Linked DNA regions of Mus musculus: regions 1, 2 and 3 are each linked to region 4. Evidence: chromatin contacts called from public Hi-C and HiChIP or PLAC-seq data. All regions are on one chromosome and are shown on one strand. Each heading gives the region's core, a stretch centred on a gene start, on an enhancer-like site or on the middle of the called end of the contact. The rest is flanking DNA. Distances are from core to core; before and after follow the strand shown. Region 1 overlaps Fyn (Fyn proto-oncogene). Region 2 overlaps Fyn (Fyn proto-oncogene). Region 3 overlaps Fyn (Fyn proto-oncogene). Region 4 has its middle 4.7 kb from the start of Gm31562.

Region 1 (2,700 bases), core at 163-2,662, 200 kb after region 4:
CTGCAAACTCAGCTTAGTAGTGACAAACTCTGTCCTCAGTCACGGTGGACCAGGACTTGTGGCATTTCTATCTTCCCAGCAGCTTGACGGCTACTAAGAGCCAATTGCTAAAGAAGGGTATTAAATGCTTTTCCTATTTTGCAATGTAATGCTGACTTTAAGTCTCTTCCCTTGGGACTTTGGTGGAGTCCTTTGGCTAGTGGGTGGCTGTCCGAGTTTGCTTTCTGTTGCTGTAATGAGCACCATGACAAAAAGCAACCTGGGAGTAAAGGGTTTGTGTCACCTTACACCTTACAGTATAGCATGACGCGAAGACAGGCAAGGGGCCCACACAGAGGCTGCGGAGGAGTGCTGCAGACTGGCTTTGCTTCATCACTCGCTCAGCCCACTCTCGTATGCAGTCCATCTCGGGATGACTCCACCCAGTAAGCTGGGCCCTGCCATATCAATCAGTAATCAAGAAAATCCCTATAACCCAGTATAATGGAGGCATTTTCTGTTGAGGCTCCTTCCCAGATGACCCTAGTTAGTGTCACATTAACAAGAAACAAACTAGTATATTTGTAGATATTAGGGAAAAGGGTCATCTTTGATGGGAGGTAGTGGAGACAGGTTCTTCTAGGGGGTGGAGCTGGACTTAAAACACCTGACCCTGTAGGACATGCTGTAGTGTCGAAGGCACTTCCACTGCTTAGCTTTCTGTCCCGTCGAGACTTGCTGGCTTTGGAGAGCCTGAGGTGGCTTTCAAGGGTTCCTGGAATGGTTTGTTGTTTGTTTGTTTGATTGATTGATTGATTGATTGATTGATTGATTTACCACAGTACCTGGAATCACTGGAATGCACAGTTGTTCTCTGTGGCTCCAAGTAGCCCAAGCAAGAGTGTGGCTCCAAGTAGCCCAAGCAAGAGTGGGCAGTGGGGCCTTGAGTTGTGCACAGTCTGGATTAGATGTTAAGAGTCCCTCCGACTTGCACTGGAGTCTTAGAGTGCAGCCATATACTGGGGCAGTGGGAGACCAGTTTATAAGTCAGTAGAAACTTCTTACTTAGTCTAAGCCTCCGTGTGTGTGTGTGTGTGTGTGTGTGTGTGTGTGTGTGTGTGTTTTCCATCCCCTAAAGTGCTGTTGTGAACTCGGGAAAGAAAGGAAGCTGTTAGAAAAGCAGAACTGTAGAAGAATCTAGAGAGCCAACCCATGAGCAGCGCCAGCCCCCTCTTCTCTTGCCCCCGCCCCAGCTTTCCTTTCACACAGCCTACATTTGTTTTTCCACTTAAGTATTTAGAAGGTTTGTAATCCGATCATTTAAATTTGTGGTTATAAATGACCTTTTCTTTAGGAAAAAAAAAAAAAGAGGCAGTTGGTTCAGAGAGGGTGGCTGAGTCATTCAGCAGTGAGTGACACTGTGAGTTGACTCACAGTGGGCACCAGGGTAAGGGGCTGTGGCTGAAAGGGTGGCGGTAGACATCTGGATGGAAAAGGGTTAAGCAGACACTGCAGACCCTTGTTCCTCAGGCTCAGAAGGTGAGCCAGTGCTGGTCTAAGTGTAGGTAAAGACCAGTGGGTGGAGCAGCCTACCAGCAGCAGCAGCAGCAGCAGCAGCAGCAGCGTGAGTCACGTGTGGATTGCCAGATGCAGCAGAAGCATAAGGATGCCCAGTTGAGTTTGGATTTGAGATGCACAGTGAAGCTGGGTAATCAGGGCACACACCTTTAATTCCAGCACCTGGGAGGCAGAGGCAGTCTGGTCCAGGGCTACACAGAGAAAAACCCCGTCTTGAAAAACAAAAAGAGAAACCAAGTATTGGACTGTAATTCTTACCATAGCTTATCAGTACATCCAGCTAATAACTGTGGCTTACATAACATCAGGGACTATCAGAGATACGCATTGAATCATTTTGAATATAATTTTGTCCCAAACTGTGCATCTGAATTCGAGTTTGGCCTCATGTTCTGATTTTACTCAGTGATATTTCTGCTTGGCTGTGCCCCTAACATTTGGACAGCTCTGTGACACTTTCACAGAGTAATGACAAGGCCGGGAGGAAGGGATTGTGGTTGAGAGCCTCTTAGTTGGTGGGAAAATTAATGTTCCAAGCTTTCCCCACGGAGAAGACACTGTACGACCAAACTGCTGGCTTTGTCACAGGTGCTGTCTCAGTTGGCAGAAGGTCCTCAGAGGCCTCCTCAGATGAACGCGGCCTGACAAATTCCTGGAGGTTCTTCTACTTAGGATGAAGGCCGAGAGCCAGCTTGCCTACTACTCTCTTGTTTTTATAAGGGAACTGAGGACTCCTGAAGCAGTGCTAAGGAAACCTCAGATGGAGGCCGCTGAGGTCTTTCAGTGCTGTGACTGGATTCTTAGTGACTCTCAACTGTCCGTACAGTCAGGCAGCAGAGCTGCTTTGTGGACACAGCCCTGATTTTTGTTACTGTTAAGTTCTGCATAGGTAGCCCTTTGTTGCCAGTTAACAAAGACTGGGCACCAGATAGTTACAGGGATGTCACTCATGACAGTGGGTGTAGTATGAGACATGTCGTGTGTTTCCCGAGCATAGATACTCAGTAGCAGGAAAGTGAAACTTCAGAGTGTGTGTGTGGCCCCTTTCTGGGTTCTCTATTTTGGGGTCTGTGATGTAACTTCTTGGGCTTTTAATTTCTCAGAAATGAAATGTTCTTATAAAGTTTATTTAGTTTACACTAG
Region 2 (2,754 bases), core at 58-2,557, 170 kb after region 4:
CATCTAGTTATGCACTGCCAGCCGAGTCCTTCCTGTGTGTGGTATCTTGCTTCCCTCCTCCTTGTGATCATTGGTGGGTCTGCTTCTGTCCACAGCAGGTGCAGAACTCTCTCACTTCCCACCAGGAAGTTTCCCCTAGGTTTCCTCCAGGAACTCGCACTACATCTCTCCCTGCACTGCTGACTCAGCACTGCTGACTCATTGCTGGACTGAAAGGGTCTCTAGGCAGATTGCCAGTCTGTGGCCGTGCTTGGGTATCTCACAAATGTCCTTGAGCTCTGCAGGAGATGGTTCCAAGCATCCTTGTCGCTGTGGAGGTCTGTAGTTCTCTTCACTCAGCAGTTATCCTATGCTGTCTGGATCCATTGGAATCTGTACAGTTTCGAAATACTTAGAGATTTGAGAGGGAGCAGTACCAAGAGATTAGAAGAAAGACCCAGGCGGCCCTGCATGGGCAATGTCCTCTCTGTCCTCTCCTGATTCTGCCTGTGAGGAGTAAGTGACCTCCTCTTGGCTAACTAGGGAATACAGATACTTCCGTTTGTTCTCCCTTTTAGCACCCAGCCAGGCACAGGGTCCACCCCTTAACACCTGAGGAAGGAGTTGGGCAGGTACCCACGACTTGTCTGTGTCAGTATTTCACAGACACATGTAGCTGGGAGTAACCTTTGAGATTATCTCCTCTGACTACTTCATTTTGACAGCAGAAAAAGCTATGGTCAGAGTGGGCACATGACCTGTCTGACCTCAGACAGCAGTGACATCAGCAAGCCCTTAGCGTCAGCTTTCAGGCTCCTACTCTCCTCGTTTGCCATAACGCAAATGCACAGGTCACGGCTTCCCAGTCTGACGCTCTGCCCACTGATAACCGATGGCTGCTTAGAAGATTGGGTGGAGGGGCTCACTTCTGCTTTCAGTTGACAGCGACATCTTAGATAGCTTTTGGTATACTTCAGGGTTTTTTTTGTGTATGTAGTTTCTTTTAAAACTAGATTTTGCTATTAGTCCACGAGATAAGTCACGCCGGACGTGATCTTGTGTATCAGGTGAGGGGTTGTCGGCTAGTGAGGGATGCAGCTGATATTTTCTAGCCGTTTTCCTGCAGCATCTCATTCTTACAGTGAGTTCTGAAGCACACGGGTCCCTGGAGACGTCTGTGAACTGATGCATTTCCGGTCTTGAGCATTCCTGCCGCATGAAGCATTTGAAGGCTCTGAGAGTTCATACTGAAAGAACACCATCTAATGTATTTGTTTTAGGTGAATACACATGATAGGAAACTTTTCAGTGACGCAGCCATGACATTTCACCTTGCAAAGCTGAAACTGTTCCACCAAGACAGTAACTTCCTCTTCTTCCCATTTCCCAGCCCCTGACAGCAGACATTCTGTTCTCTCTTTGTATTTATTCTGATTCTAAGTACCTCATTTAAGTGTATCTAAGTGTAGTATTTACACACTTCACAGCATGGTGCCTAGGACACACAGAGAGGAAGGGAGAGCCAAAGGTATAATACATTCCTAGTAGCTTGCTTCCTCTCCAAGCAGGCCTAAGTTCCTAAAATTTCTGAAACCTCACAAAACAGTAACACCAGCTGGAGTCTAGGTGGTCAAAACATGATAATACAGTAACTTTTTAAAATATTTGAGAATCCACAGTTGTTTAACATGTTTTATATCCAGGCCTCTGAAATTCACTTGGACACAGAATTATCTTTCCCATGATACATGCAGAATATGGTATCTTGAAAAACCTCAGGAAGCTTAGTTAAAATATATATATATATATATATATATATATATATATATATATATATATATATATATATATATATATATACATACATACATACACATACATACATACACTTATTTCAGAGGTCAGAGCTGGAGGAGAAAGGCTAGGGATCTGGGTCATGATGCTCTTGGCCTGAGTATAAGATCAACATAGTCCCAGAAACTGTGATGAGAGGAGCTCAAAGACAGCACAGCTACCTGTGTCAGGAAAGACCAGGGCTCTGAGCACAGTATGGGGAAGGTGGGCCCCATGGTACTGGTTTTACCTTGCTCTCCACTGGTGACCCCTATCATCTCAGGCCAGGGGAGCGAGAGGCTGAGCCCTCCTGCCTGTGAGAACAGGGCTTGGGTAGCTTGGTGAGGAGGGGCTTTCAGCTTCAGCTCTACTGTTTGCTCATTACCCCAAAGAAGGAAGAATGTTGTCTAGCCAGGTCCCTTGCAGGGCTTGCTGTTGTAACTCCCTCCAATTGCCCTGCTGTGTAAGTCTAAATAGCTGAGGAGTAAATGGGAACACTGTCATTGGGCAGGCCAGTCCTCCCCTGCTTTGTCTTTCACAGACCTCAAGTGTGGCCATGCTTGGTCTTTAGGGTAAGCTCAAGAAGTCCCAGTCTCTGTTGACCTGGCAGCAGGGATGGAAAGACTCAGCACACAGAGTCTAGTGTTGTCAGTTCTCCACACCCTAAAGCAACAGTTGTAGGGACACCCAAGAGAAGACAGACTGCTGTCTCTGTGATAGCCTTATAAAGCTGCATTTGGTGTCGATAAGGATTCGAAAAACTATGATGAGGACCCAGCACCCCAAAGTGTCTTCAAACCAGCGTGCAGTAAGGTCAAGGGGCGCTCAGCTTCCTAACCCACTTGACCAAGAGCAGACGATGATACCTCCCATGGTGGAGAGAGGCCCTTGTAAGTTCTGAGACCCTTAGATGGCAGCTGCCACTTAGCAAAACTATCATTA
Region 3 (2,791 bases), core at 251-2,750, 240 kb after region 4:
GGATCAACTGTTGCACAGGTTAAAGTCTGGAGATGGCAAGTGGCCTAGCTAAGGTCACCCACTCTCTGGCCAGCGCAGAACCATATGTGGGTTTGTCTGCTCTGGAGTTGTGTTCCTCTCCTGGGGAACATCTCACTGTGGATGGCTCACAAACCTGCAACTTAGGCTGATGTCGTCTGTCATGGAGTCTCTATACCAGTTGCTGTCCCAGGGACAAGATGCAAACTAAAGCACTGGTAGACTCACGATTTCTTACTGCTGTGGTAAATACCTGACAAAGAGGTCACTGAAGGAAGGCTTCTCCTGGCTCACAGTTTGATGAGACACAGTCCTTCATGGGGGGAGGGGCAGTTGACATTGCATGATGGCTGGCGCATTCAACAGCTACTTAGATTATTTTTGTTATTTATTATTATTGTTGTTGTTTACAGTTAGGAAGCAGAGTGCTCATATCCAGCCTACTTCCTCCTTCTCTTAGGGACCTCAGCCCATGGGGAGGATGCCACTCACCCACCCACATTCAGACTGTGTCTTCCTTCTTCATTTAAGCCCTTCAGGAAGGGCTTTCATTAAACACTGAAAAGTGTGTTTTCAAGGTGATTTTTAAATATTGTCAAATTGACAATGAAGATTAATCTTTGAAACAGGTGAGGGGGTAGTTTTAAATTTCCTACTGGCTACATTGGAAAAGCAAAAAGAAATACAACGGTAATGTTGGTATAAGTTTTATTTAAGTCTGCACATTTAAAACATCATTTTTATAAATAATGACATTTTAAATTTTATTGTTATTTTTATATCCCTTGTCCATGTTAAGTTTTTACAGTTCGCTCATGTACTTCACAGTTATATTTCAGGTTGTACCAGCCATGTTTGGTTAATGCCAATTTAGTATATTAGACAGTGCAGCTCTGTATAGCCGATCAAACCCAAACTGTCTACCCAGACAAAGGCCCTTATCCTTTGAAATATAAATGTCTCTCAATGCCAGCTCATGTTCCTTTGGATTTTTATTCTTAATATGCCACAGTTGTCTCCTGGAAGCCAAGCTGGGGAAGCCAAATGAGAGCAATATGAAGTGAGAACAGTTCGTGGAAACCCAGCCCTCTCCTGCTTAGAAGGGGAAATATCTGATATATGAGTCCATGAAATAACCCCATGAAATTCTGCATTTCCTTAATGTCACACGTCCCCTTAGCAGCTGCAGCTGCTTCCTGTGAAGTGTTCAAATGGCTTTCATTTACGAGATGCCTTGCACGAAGCTGCCTATCAGAGTGATTATACATTCCAGAGCCTCCTCCTGTCAGTCTAATTAGCAATCTTCTGAGAAATAATTGTTCAGCTTTAACTTAGCTCTCCACAGTGGCATCTCTCACTTTGACCTAATTACCAAATGTAATGTTAAAATGTATAAGGAGAGAGATCAAAGAGGGAAGCCGTTGGTGTTCTGTTTGTTCATGCTTGGTCTTCGCCTCTCCCTGCCGGCCACCTCCTTCATGGCACTGCAGAAAGGCTGTGTGGAGGACGGTAATGAAAGGGGACGCCCAGGCTGTTCATTCTGCTCATCTTTGAGAGCTGAGAAGGAAACTTTTAAAAGCACAGTATCAGGCCTATAAGTGATGCTCAGCAAATATTAAGCTGCTTTGGAACACTAGAGAGCTAACAGTGCATCTAGTCTCAGAAGCAGAAAGGATGCCTCAGGACTTCTTACGGGACGCTAGCCACATGGTTCTCAGAATCCAGTTGGGCTCAGCTCAGCACTCTGTGATGTGTGTCTTCAGCACGGGAGTGTGAAACACCATCATTCCCCAAGAGTGGTGGGCGTGTTGGAGTTAACATGACTGCTCAGTTTACAGCACAAGCAGTGGGTAGTGTGAGAGGGAAGAGCCAACCGACCCAAATAATGTACTCCAAATCAGCAGGACACCAGTATCCAGCTTTTGTGTAAAATCCTGGCAGCAGGGCAGACAGTGAGCTGCTGGGTGTCAGTGCGAGTGTTTTAAACAGAGTAAAGTATCTCTAGGTTAATTAAGACTGAGCATCAGCTGCCACCTCTCTCTGACTTTGCCCCCTGACTGTGCTGTTCTGTGAGCCCTTTTTGGCTGGAGCTCCTGGGTGTTCGTAAGGCTTCAGTGTCTTGTCTCTTGGTTGAACATACATGAAGTAATCAAACGGTTACTGGCATGAGTGTGGTGGTTCTCTGAAAGGAAACCTACAAATTCTTCAGTGCCTTTTAATCATCTCCTTTCTTGGCTGGACAGTCTTAGCCTACCTCCCATGGAGTCACTCAGATAAGGGAGCGCATCTCGAGCCTGCACAAGCCTCTGTAGGCACAGTTCTAAACTTCTAGTTTATGCATATGAGTGTTCTGCCTGCAGTGTGTCTGTGTACCATGTTCATGCCTGGTGCCTGCAGAGGCCAGGAGACAGTACACGATGCCCTGAAACTGGAGTTAAAGATGGTTGTAACCCACCTTGTGGGTACTGGGAACGAAACCTGGTCTCCAAAAGAGCAACAAATACTCTTAATCTCAAGCCATCTTCCCAAACTCACATTTTAAATTCGTTACACAAGTATTTTAGTTAACTAAATGATCTGTGTGACCCCCCAACTACACAAGTAAGTTGACATCTTTCTCTTAAGACCCATTTTCCATCTGTTTATGTGATCCAGACTTAGAGCACTAAGACAAAGGGAGCGTGTGCCCTAATTTACTGAAGTTTAGCCTCAGTTGCCTTTAGAGGATTCTGAGGGCACCGGTTAACGTGGAGGACAGCCAATGGTTTCGTTG
Region 4 (2,765 bases), core at 145-2,644:
AGCTTTTGAACTTTAGAAACTGTGTTAGTGTTTGTCCAAGTCTTTGTAGGTCAAGGTTGAGGGCTTGTCAAGAAGAGAGCCCGGAGGAGCCAGCCTGGAGTTGAGCCAAGAATCGAGTCTTTGTCAGAACAACAGTCGCTGCCGAATAGGAAGGAGTAAAGTATCCATGTAATGTATGTTTTATTTCTGACAGGTAACTTTTCATCACGCCGTGAGCTTGTGTGAGCAGTGGTGGTATGGGCTGGTTGTCCCTGAGAGCCATGGCTTTGAGCAAATGCCTAAGCCTTGTTCAAAGTATGAGGAAAGCCCAGGGGACAGGAAGTTTGTCACACACAGCTTAAAGCTACAGGAAGGCACACAGCACCTCCATTTTGAAACTTAGTTTAAAAGGCTGTTTCAAGCCCCAGCCCAGTGATCACAGCATCCACATATCAAGACTGTGTTGGCTTTAAACGTCTCTAAATTTATTCTATTATCTATGCTCTCATGCCCCAGACCTCAGACTCCTGTTCCCATCACAAATCTGTGAGGTCACAGGCCAGGAGCTGTGATTTCAGCCTTTCTCCAGTAGAATTCTCCCAGCTCCTGACAAAGTCAGAGGTCACTCTCTGCCCCCATTTTTCCTTGGGAATGAATACCATCGACAGAGCTAACTCGGCCTGGAGAGCAGACCCTGGAATATTAGGTGTGGGTGAGGCTGAGATCAGAGCTATAGAACAGGAAGAAACCTACACTAGCCACCTGCTGTTATGTGGAAGAGGTAGGGTCACGGAGAGGATTTTGTTTTCAAAGGCAACATACAGCCTCATATGGGAAAAGGGATGGCAGCCCAAGGAAGAAGCCATAATGAACTAGGGTGAACAGGCACTCTATTCCCCTATGGAGAATAGCCTTCCCAATAGCTCTCTGGGATGGCCCTGATCTTCTATCTTCCAGTGCCATGATGATTCATATCCCCCACACGCACACACCCACGCGCACATTCACGCACATATACACATGCACAATCACACTAAGAGAAGTTGATGACTATGATATCTTTGAGCCAAGCAGGAGAGCCTTTAAAAATCAAAGCCAGTGACAGGTTTGAAGGAAGGGGCAGGGGAGGCAATGTGTCGAGTATCACCTCCAAGAGTGAGTGGTGCAGATGAGGAGAACTCTTCAGACCTGGATCCCGGACTTCTCTACCAGGGAAAACAATGGGAAAGTGCCTCCTTTGTTCCTTTGGAATTCGATCAGGATTCCCATTTCATTGTGTAGTCTTTGCCAAATGCAAATTCTAAGATACCCACTAGAGGTCGCTGTTCGTTACAATCAAACCCGGCTCCCCCGTTGGGCGGGGAAGCCCGAGCCGCGTGGTCTTCACTGCAAAGCAATCTGCAGACTTCAGTGAAAGAAAATCAGCTCCCTCACTCCCCAGGGTAGGTTCGTGCTGCCTGCAAGGACATTGCTTTTCATCACAGAAGTCAAAAGAAGATACAGCAAATCATCAAAGAATGTTTTCAACACCCCCCACCCCCGCACAGTTTGACTTTTCAACGGGTTCCAATGCCTCCCCCACTGCCCTATTGTATCATTTCTTCCCAGACGACCATCAAACAATCAGACCCGAGTAGAAGCCAAGCTGAAATACTAACTATATGTTTGTTGATCGCCACTACTACCCCACACCACTGGGGCTTATTTCTTTCTCTGCTGGGCTATACCCAGAGTATAAAATAACCAAGAAACACGAGGAGACAGCAGCAGTAAAGACCCTTAGTACCTGCAGCTTCTCTCAATGGTTAGAGCTCTGAAGGTGAAGAACGAGAGTGTAGTCAAAGCTGTTATCAATGTACCAGGGCACTGCCCGGCTGCCTCCTAGTCTATCCGAGTAGGCCCTGAGAAGCTGACCACTCTCCAGTAGAAGGCCACATGTGCAAGCATATTTGGGCAGCACAAATTGGTTATCAGAGATTTTTAAGAAACAAAAACAAAACAAGACAAAACACGCACAAAGTTGGGTGGACGGAAAAGAGAATGGACCAGAGAAAAGTTGGGCAAGTGAGGTAAATAAAATCAAAACATGTCCAAAAAAACTAATGAACATTTTAAAAATGAAGTTATCTATCTTTATAAAATTACACAAGAATTAAGTAAGTGCATAGCACTTTGCATAGCATTGTAGTAGGCACTTTATATTTTTAAATTTTATTTCTACTCAAGTTGGCCTGGACAGGGGAGAGACTGGATATAGGGAGCAGTCAGGGACTATTTTCCCGCTGCCCCTCAAAACCGGAATGGACCTGAGCAACACGCACAAGACAGGCAGAAGGAAGGATGGCCAAGTGTGCAGCTCCTAGAAGAGCTTTGAAACAGCACCACTGGTCTGAGCCCAGAGCTCTCTGGACCACACTCCATCTTTCTCTCCACTTAAGACTGCAGTGCTGTGTTAATGTCCTCTCGGAATACAAGTGGGATGGCTTCCAAACCACTTGGATGCCTGTATTGGCATCACATTGGTGTCAATGGCCTGTGAAAGCCAGTTCCGAAGGCTCGGGTGAGCAAGGGGGCTGCTTCTAGACCAGTGGCTCTCAACCTCCCTAATGTGGGACCCTTTAGTACTCATGCTGCGGTGACCCCCAACTGAAAGATTATTTTTGTCACTACTTCACAACTATAATTTTGCTACTTTTATGCATTGTAATGTAAATATTTGTGTTTTCTGATGGTCTTCGGTGACCCCGGTGAAAGTGTTGTTTGACCCCCCGGGCTGAGAACCATCA

Evidence for each region. A called contact is a pair of places that touch in the nucleus more often than the background predicts. HiChIP or PLAC-seq counts read pairs in DNA pulled down with a chosen protein or histone mark.
Region 1: a contact with region 4 is called in a Hi-C map of the G1E-ER4 cell line, with 4 times the contacts expected there. The contact joins two enhancer-like sites. A contact is called at or near these places in 5 of 15 datasets of contacts at CTCF or cohesin (CD8 T cells, the G1E-ER4 cell line, the NIH/3T3 cell line and 2 more), 65 of 484 Hi-C or Micro-C datasets (the AtT-20 cell line, B cells, the C10 cell line and 33 more), 11 of 115 datasets of contacts at active chromatin or transcription factors (the 230-238 cell line, CD8 T cells, the HPC-7 cell line and 8 more) and 1 of 9 other capture datasets (liver).
Region 2: a Hi-C map of bone marrow-derived macrophages shows a contact between it and region 4, with 42 read pairs. The contact joins two enhancer-like sites. A contact is called at or near these places in 1 of 15 datasets of contacts at CTCF or cohesin (the NIH/3T3 cell line), 6 of 484 Hi-C or Micro-C datasets (CD4 T cells, Th1 cells, bone marrow-derived macrophages and 1 more), 11 of 115 datasets of contacts at active chromatin or transcription factors (the 230-238 cell line, CD8 T cells, bone marrow-derived macrophages and 8 more) and 2 of 9 other capture datasets (adipose tissue and liver).
Region 3: an H3K27ac HiChIP or PLAC-seq map of regulatory T cells shows a contact between it and region 4, with 7 times the contacts expected there. The contact joins two enhancer-like sites. A contact is called at or near these places in 3 of 15 datasets of contacts at CTCF or cohesin (CD8 T cells, the NIH/3T3 cell line and large pre-B cells), 2 of 484 Hi-C or Micro-C datasets (bone marrow-derived macrophages and cortical neurons) and 15 of 115 datasets of contacts at active chromatin or transcription factors (CD8 T cells, the NIH/3T3 cell line, bone marrow-derived dendritic cells and 10 more).

Annotation. Positions count from the first base shown.
Region 1 is chr10:39,433,764-39,436,463 of GRCm38.p6, forward strand. The region is part of intron 2 of Fyn (Fyn proto-oncogene); the gene reads left to right. Among named protein-coding and RNA genes, the nearest start is that of Fyn, 65 kb to the left of the region's middle. Within about 2 kb of position 1,413, at least 56 of the 459 cell types and tissues checked have an H3K27ac peak or open chromatin away from gene starts, as enhancers often do. A contact at or near this core is called in CD8 T cells, the G1E-ER4 cell line, Th2 cells and 1 more, where this site is marked.
Region 2 is chr10:39,412,179-39,414,932 of GRCm38.p6, forward strand. All of the region lies in intron 2 of Fyn (Fyn proto-oncogene), which reads left to right. Among named protein-coding and RNA genes, the nearest start is that of Fyn, 44 kb to the left of the region's middle. Within about 2 kb of position 1,308, at least 95 of the 459 cell types and tissues checked have an H3K27ac peak or open chromatin away from gene starts, as enhancers often do. A contact at or near this core is called in CD8 T cells, adipose tissue and bone marrow-derived macrophages, where this site is marked.
Region 3 is chr10:39,483,276-39,486,066 of GRCm38.p6, forward strand. All of the region lies in intron 3 of Fyn (Fyn proto-oncogene), which reads left to right. Among named protein-coding and RNA genes, the nearest start is that of Gm40627, 110 kb to the right of the region's middle. Within about 2 kb of position 1,501, at least 50 of the 459 cell types and tissues checked have an H3K27ac peak or open chromatin away from gene starts, as enhancers often do. A contact at or near this core is called in CD8 T cells and regulatory T cells, where this site is marked.
Region 4 is chr10:39,238,732-39,241,496 of GRCm38.p6, forward strand. No RefSeq gene overlaps it. Among named protein-coding and RNA genes, the nearest start is that of Gm31562, 4.7 kb to the right of the region's middle. Within about 2 kb of position 1,395, at least 74 of the 459 cell types and tissues checked have an H3K27ac peak or open chromatin away from gene starts, as enhancers often do. A contact at or near this core is called in CD8 T cells, the G1E-ER4 cell line, Th2 cells and 3 more, where this site is marked.